Regions from separate parts of the Xenopus tropicalis genome. Here region 2 is linked to region 1. A link is a contact called in public Hi-C data. All regions are on one chromosome and are shown on one strand. The core of a region is the stretch at or near the end of the contact, and the rest is flanking DNA. Distances in the headings are between cores, read along the strand shown.

Region 1 (3,152 bases), core at 235-2,734:
TCCATCTGTCAGTGCTCAAACTTTAAAGTCCGAAACTTGCCCCATGTGCGCACTGACAGGCAGATGTTAGACCTGTCTATTCTTAAGGTGGCCATACACGCACCGATATTATCGTACGAAACCTCGTTTCGTACGATAATCGGTGCGTGTATGGCATGTCAGCGAGCCGACCGATATCGCAGGAAGCTGCTGATATCGGTCGACTCGCCGATCGGCCAGGTTAGAAAATTTTGATCGGGCGCCATAGAAGGCGCCTGACCAAAATTCTCCCTTCAGAGCTGAATCGGCAGAAGGAGGTAGAAATCCTATTGTTTCTACCTCCTTACCTGCCGATTCAGCCCTGAATGGTGTGTGGCGGATCTGACGATGTTTTGTGCGACCGGCGGTCGTACGAAACATCGTGAGATCGCCACGTGTATGGCCAGCTTTATGGAACAGGGTGCAGATTAGAGTACATTGTCCTGTTCTGCAGCACCATTTTTGCCAGTGGAGAAAAGCAGCAACAACTCTTTTTTTCCCCCTTGCCATAATATTTGACCACTGGTCCCACATGTTGAAGGCCAGGTAATTAGAGTTCAGTTTTATTAATCCTTATGTATGGCCAAATAACTCACTATCCAGAGTATGTGGCAATTATCTAAACATGGCCAAAGATTTACTTTCAATTTTTCTGTTCTTTTAGTGTAAAGGGGATGTAGAATATTTCAATGCATCCTAAGGCCTACATTAAATGAAGTTGTATAAAATACTTTACATCATTTACATTCTGCACCACAGTGTGTAACAGCAATTTCAGACTCAATTGCCTTGTTTTTTTTTTGTTTACTCGCAATGCAGCATTTTTTCCCATGGTTCCAGTGTAATTGCTATGGTTAGAGGGAGATGTGCCTGGTGCAACTGTGGCCAGTACATAAAAAATTATCAATCACTATATGAATTACAATATCTAATTGGCTGCTATCAATTACTATGCTGCAAAATGAGAATATGGATAACCCTTTTCTTATTAAAGCTAGGAATGTAAAGTAAATCAGCAGACAATATTTGCTTACATCATATACTTACCAATTTTGAATGTTCTTTTTGTGATTGAAGTGCTTGTTTTACATGCTAATTCTTTATAAATAGGAAGCAGCCCCTTTCCTGTAAACATAAATTTGAAAAAAAAAAATGAAGTAAACAAGTTGCTAACAATTAATCTGGAGCTCAATGAACCTGAAAGATAAAACTCTGAGTCCAATAGGGTTATTATTATTATACTGGGCTACTTTTAAAGAACTCCTTCAAAGGGATCTTTTTCAGTGCTGTTTATCTCTTCCATATATTTGACCTTCCCCTGTTACCGAACACAAAGAAATCCATCTATACCATAGGCTAAGCTCAAGCTGTTTGGTGACGTCTTGGTCTCAAGTTTCACCCTGGCAAATCTGCAACTAAATGTTGTACAAATAACCTTTTCCTGCATTCACAAGGCAACCCCCACCAATAGTCTATTGTTGGCAGTCTACAAAGATTCACCTTCTCCCCCACTGAATCACAAGTCCTGGCTTGTTAGCCACAAGCCATGACATGAATAATGCTTTTTAAGTATTAAAATGCAAGAAAGATTAGGGGAGGCTTTTATAATTTGTGTCAAGTAAAACCATGTTATGTTATGTTATTGTTATTTCTTGTCTACAAATGTAATTACTTCTGCCCTTGGTGATGAAATAAAACATGAATTTCACAACCATTTACACCAAACATCATTGCCTCCAGCTGAGTGACTTGAGCTTTAACTAATTACGCAAGTCATTACAATGGCAAATGATGAAATTAAAGGTGTCCTACAGTAGATACTGCTTTACGCATGGATGTCTGTATTTATTGCGATTGGCTGCTCAATGAAGCATGTGAGAAGAAGTTGACACAAGCTTTGAGATCTAGACACTCAAATGTCAGTTTTAATTGAAAAGATAAAGGGAATTTTTACAGATAAATAATGTATTGTTTTTTTATGCTTTCTGTTCTTCATTTTTTGTTTATACAGTTTTATAAAGGAGAGTTTAGCTGACTTTTCATCAAGAAAGCTTCCACTGTTTTTTTCCCATCAAAGCCAAAATACTTCTCACTACAAGAGTAGAATGGGATAACATCTTAGGGGGGGTTTTCTAAGGATACAGTAACTATGCGAACAGTGAAAAACTATAGAACTGTATTAGGCTAACTATATTTATATTTTACTTTGTAAGCCAAAGAAGATTGTGTATTATAAGAGATAATACATCTGCACCTTTATGTGACCATGCAATCTCTGATTTCTAAGGACTCATACTCATGAACATTTCTTGTAGCAGAACACAGAAGAATGCCACTGTTAGGGACACAAAAAAAAACATTTTGGCACCCCCCCCCCTCAGTGAAATAAAATAGACTTTACACATTCTTTAAGGAAATTTACAAATAACCCCGCAGGATGTGCAAGATAATGATATTAGCCCATATATTTGTATTTGTGATAAGCACTGGATTAGTCACTGCTGGTATAATGAATAGTAATTGGATGCGGCTTTATGTTTTTAAACAGTGTAGATATCTGTAGTTCCTTCCTTCTATGACTACACACACGTGGTGATTTGTGATCGTTCGTGCGACGACTGGGCGCACGAAAGATCGTTAAATCCGCCACTTACCTTCAGGGCTGAAACGGCAGATAAGGAGGTAGAAACAATAGGATTTCTACCTCCTTCTGCCGATTCAGCCCTGACGGCAGATTTTGCTCCGGCGCCTTCTATGGCGCCCGATCAAAATCTTTTAACCTGGCCGATCGGTGAGTCGACCGATATCAGCAGACTCCTGCGATATCGGTCGACTCGCCATACATGCACCAAATATCGTACGAAACGAGGTTTTGTACGATATTATCAGTGCGTGTATGGCCAGCTTTAAGGTGGCCATGGTGGCAAGGTCACCAAATGAGCAGATATTCTCCCACCTTCATGATATCTGGCTAATCTGAAATCTGTCTTTTAAATTTTAGAGTGCAAAATGTATTTATATTTTTTCACCACAATATGTCATGACATGTCTTAAAATGCTAGTGCATCTGGTGCTTCCATTCCAACTAGTAAAAAGGGTTATAATTTGAAAAATGGGAGTAGTATATGGGGGTG
Region 2 (3,152 bases), core at 295-2,794, 34 kb before region 1:
GTATTATTATAACATATTTCCCTTTCCTCTTTAATAATAAAGCAGTTATTTGTATATGATCCTAACTAAGCTGCATGAATCCATATCGCTGGCAAAACAATCCCATTTGGTTTACTTAATGTTTAAATTATTTTTTAAGTAGATTTAATGTATTATGGAAAGACCCTTTTATAGAAATCGCCAGGTCCCATGTAGTATGACCCACAGTAACCAGGATAGCAACACTATAATAATAGCACATTACTAGTAGCAATAGCAAGCAGTAATGGTGGTAATAGCATTAGTAATAATATTAACAGTAGCAACCGTTATATTAGTAATAATAGTGGCAATAGCCAGGGTTGTATTTTTATATAGGCACCAGAGGGCCTTTAAGCGGGTGGCCCTTGGGTGCCTGTATAACTGAAAGAAAAAAACATTTTTTTAAAATAATAAACCTCCCCAGCCACCGCCAAACGATACCTATGTAAATCTGGTGGCGAAGCTGGGGGGTGAGGGTGCAGAGGGTGATTGCGGGTGGAAGTGACATCACCTCTGGTGGGAGTGACATCTTGCATAGCAGAAGTGACATCACACGCAGCCATGTGTATATGCTTTACTATCCCCCCTCTCAGCAATCTGTGTCACTACATGCAGCTTTGTGTGTCTCTGTTTAAAGTTCAAAGGACAGCTAACTCTCATACCCCGCTGGTCTGTGCTCCCTTTGCCAACGAGATGTATTTGACCTCTAGCATTCATTTATTACACTAGGCAAAACTGCCTCAGTTCAGTTGAGCCAATTTAGTAATGAACCAAGAGGCACCCAGACTCCAAAATGAGTTTGGACTGGACGTTTGGGTGGCTGCATTTGGGAAGGTTTTGCTTTCATGAATTATTTCTGAAAACTTTTTTGCTTTGAACTTCTATTTTACTTTCATTTTGTATTTTTGCATTGTTGATGGGCAGTTAGCCACCATTTCTAGAGAGACCTAAATCAATGGAGGTCACTACGTTGGTTGCTGAATAAACATTAAATTGGTGTTAGGATTCTCAAAGCCCGTCCATCTAAGAGGGCTGAATACCGGGAGAATTCCCTTTGATAAAGGCTTTTTGCTGTAACTTTGGGGTGATTTTTCTTGTCTGGTCTTAGCTCTATTTTGCACTTTTGCTGGGTGGTAAATATTACATATTGTTAAATAATTACCTGATGTGTAGCTTTATTTAGCTCTACCATCTCTAGAGAGAACGGGACACTGAGATATGGTATTCTGTATAGAAAGCATCCATATTGGGCCAAAACATTGATAACAGGATAGAACAAGTTGGGAAATGATTATGCTAAGGTTGGGAGAGACCCTTTTACATTTCCATTCTGATGGCTAATGCATAATAAAGATTTGCAACTTGTAACTTGTATTTGTAATGTAAAACATATCCTTGTAGCCACACAGTTTTTGTTGTGTATATTCCTTCCCCCTCAATGTTACCCCCCCTCTGATCCAGCTAATCCTTCTCCCCCACTGACAGGAGCTGAATGCATGCAAATTTCTTGAATATTTGTTTTCACCTCTGCCCTCCTGAATACTCCTTATGCAGTTTAGGCCTAATGTTTAACCTCTTGGAGTCTATGAAACAAAGCATTGCATCACCAGATCAGCCAGAAGCCATAGATTATGGGGTTTTTAGAGCTGGGACATATGTTTCCATGTATTCTACTATTATTCCCCTTTTGTGCCAACAGTAATGATCCCAGCATGCTGCAAAAATATGGCATTAAAAAACAGTCTTTCTGGAGTAGTTTGCCTTTAAATTTACTTTTAGTATATCAACTCTTCAAAAAATTTTTTTATACTTTTGATTTTTTTTTTTACCTCCTACTCTACCACTTTCCAGCTTTCAAATGGGGGTCACTGACTCTGGCAGTCAAAAAGTTACTGCTATTTGAGACTGAAATTTCATTTGTAATACGTTCTATTTACGCCATCTCCTGTTTATCTTCTGGAACCCTAGAAACCAGATAGCTAATGGCATTGCAAACTGGAGATCTGCTGAACAAATAGGTAAATATTTTAAAAAACTTACAAAATAAAAATTACAAAATAAAGACCAAGGGGCTGATTTACTAACCCACGAATCCGACCCGAATTGGAAAAGTTCCGACTTGAAAACGAACATTTTGCGACTTTTTCGTATGTTTTGCGATTTTTTCGGATTCTTTACGAATTTTTCGTTACCAATACGATTTTGCGCATTTTTCATAGCGTTATAACTTACGCGAAAAATGCGCAACTTTTCGCGTAAGTTTTAACGCTACGAAAAATGCGCAACTTTTTACGCAACTTTCGTAATGGATAGGAAAACTCGCGTTTTTACGCAAAAATCGTATTGGTAACGAAAAATTCGTAAAGAATCCGAAAAAAACGCAAAACATACGAAAAAATCGCAAAATACCGATCATTACGAAAAAAACGCAATCGGACTCCATTCGACCCGTTCGTGGGTAAGTAAATCAGCCCCCAAATATCACTGCCTAGATCATACTAAAAATAATTTTGAGGTGAACTACCCATTTAATAATGGGAACCCCAGCTGTTGCTGAACTACATTTCCCAGCATACCTTGGTAGTCAAAAGCAGGGTGACTGCTGAGTGTACAACTGCTGGTCCATGGATGTTCCTTAAAGGAATACTGTCATAGGAAAACATGTTTTCTTTCAAAACACACCAGTAATAGATGCAGCAAGATGCCGTCTAGAAGGATGGGTGCATGTTTGGGGTGGATTTTAAACAATTCTAAATTGGCAAACTAAAGGTGGCTATACACAGGTAGATTAAAGTTGCCTATTCTTGTGGCCCCAGATTTGTGGAAAGGCCACAAAGGCCCAGAGTGCAACAAAATCAAGTGTAGTATGACACCCAGCTGCATCTACAGGCTACTTTCTACATACAATGAAGACTGGGCGCATGGGAGATTTTAACAGTTGCTTTAATCTCCTGCATGCAAAGTCCCCAGTGCCAAGATGGAGTTGTGCACGTGCATGCCCACTTGAGAGGGGACAGGAACAGGCACACATGGGCTGGCTTGGGGCACCAGTAATACAGATTTGGCTCTGAATTTGTCCTCTTCAGACCAAAGGGGTCTGATGTCAATCTGGCAGGTTTGATTTTTGCGTC

The links. A called contact is a pair of places that touch in the nucleus more often than the background predicts.
Region 2: a contact with region 1 is called in a Hi-C map of gastrula embryo, with 1.4 times the contacts expected there. The contact joins two enhancer-like sites. A contact is called at or near these places in 2 of 5 Hi-C or Micro-C datasets (gastrula embryo and neurula embryo).

Annotation. Positions count from the first base shown.
Region 1 is chr8:68,030,088-68,033,239 of UCB_Xtro_10.0, reverse strand. No RefSeq gene overlaps it. Among named protein-coding and RNA genes, the nearest start is that of gpc4, 20 kb to the right of the region's middle. Within about 2 kb of position 1,484, at least 5 of the 11 cell types and tissues checked have an H3K27ac peak or open chromatin away from gene starts, as enhancers often do. A contact at or near this core is called in gastrula embryo and neurula embryo, where this site is marked.
Region 2 is chr8:68,063,928-68,067,079 of UCB_Xtro_10.0, reverse strand. No RefSeq gene overlaps it. Among named protein-coding and RNA genes, the nearest start is that of gpc4, 54 kb to the right of the region's middle. Within about 2 kb of position 1,544, at least 3 of the 11 cell types and tissues checked have an H3K27ac peak or open chromatin away from gene starts, as enhancers often do. A contact at or near this core is called in gastrula embryo and neurula embryo, where this site is marked.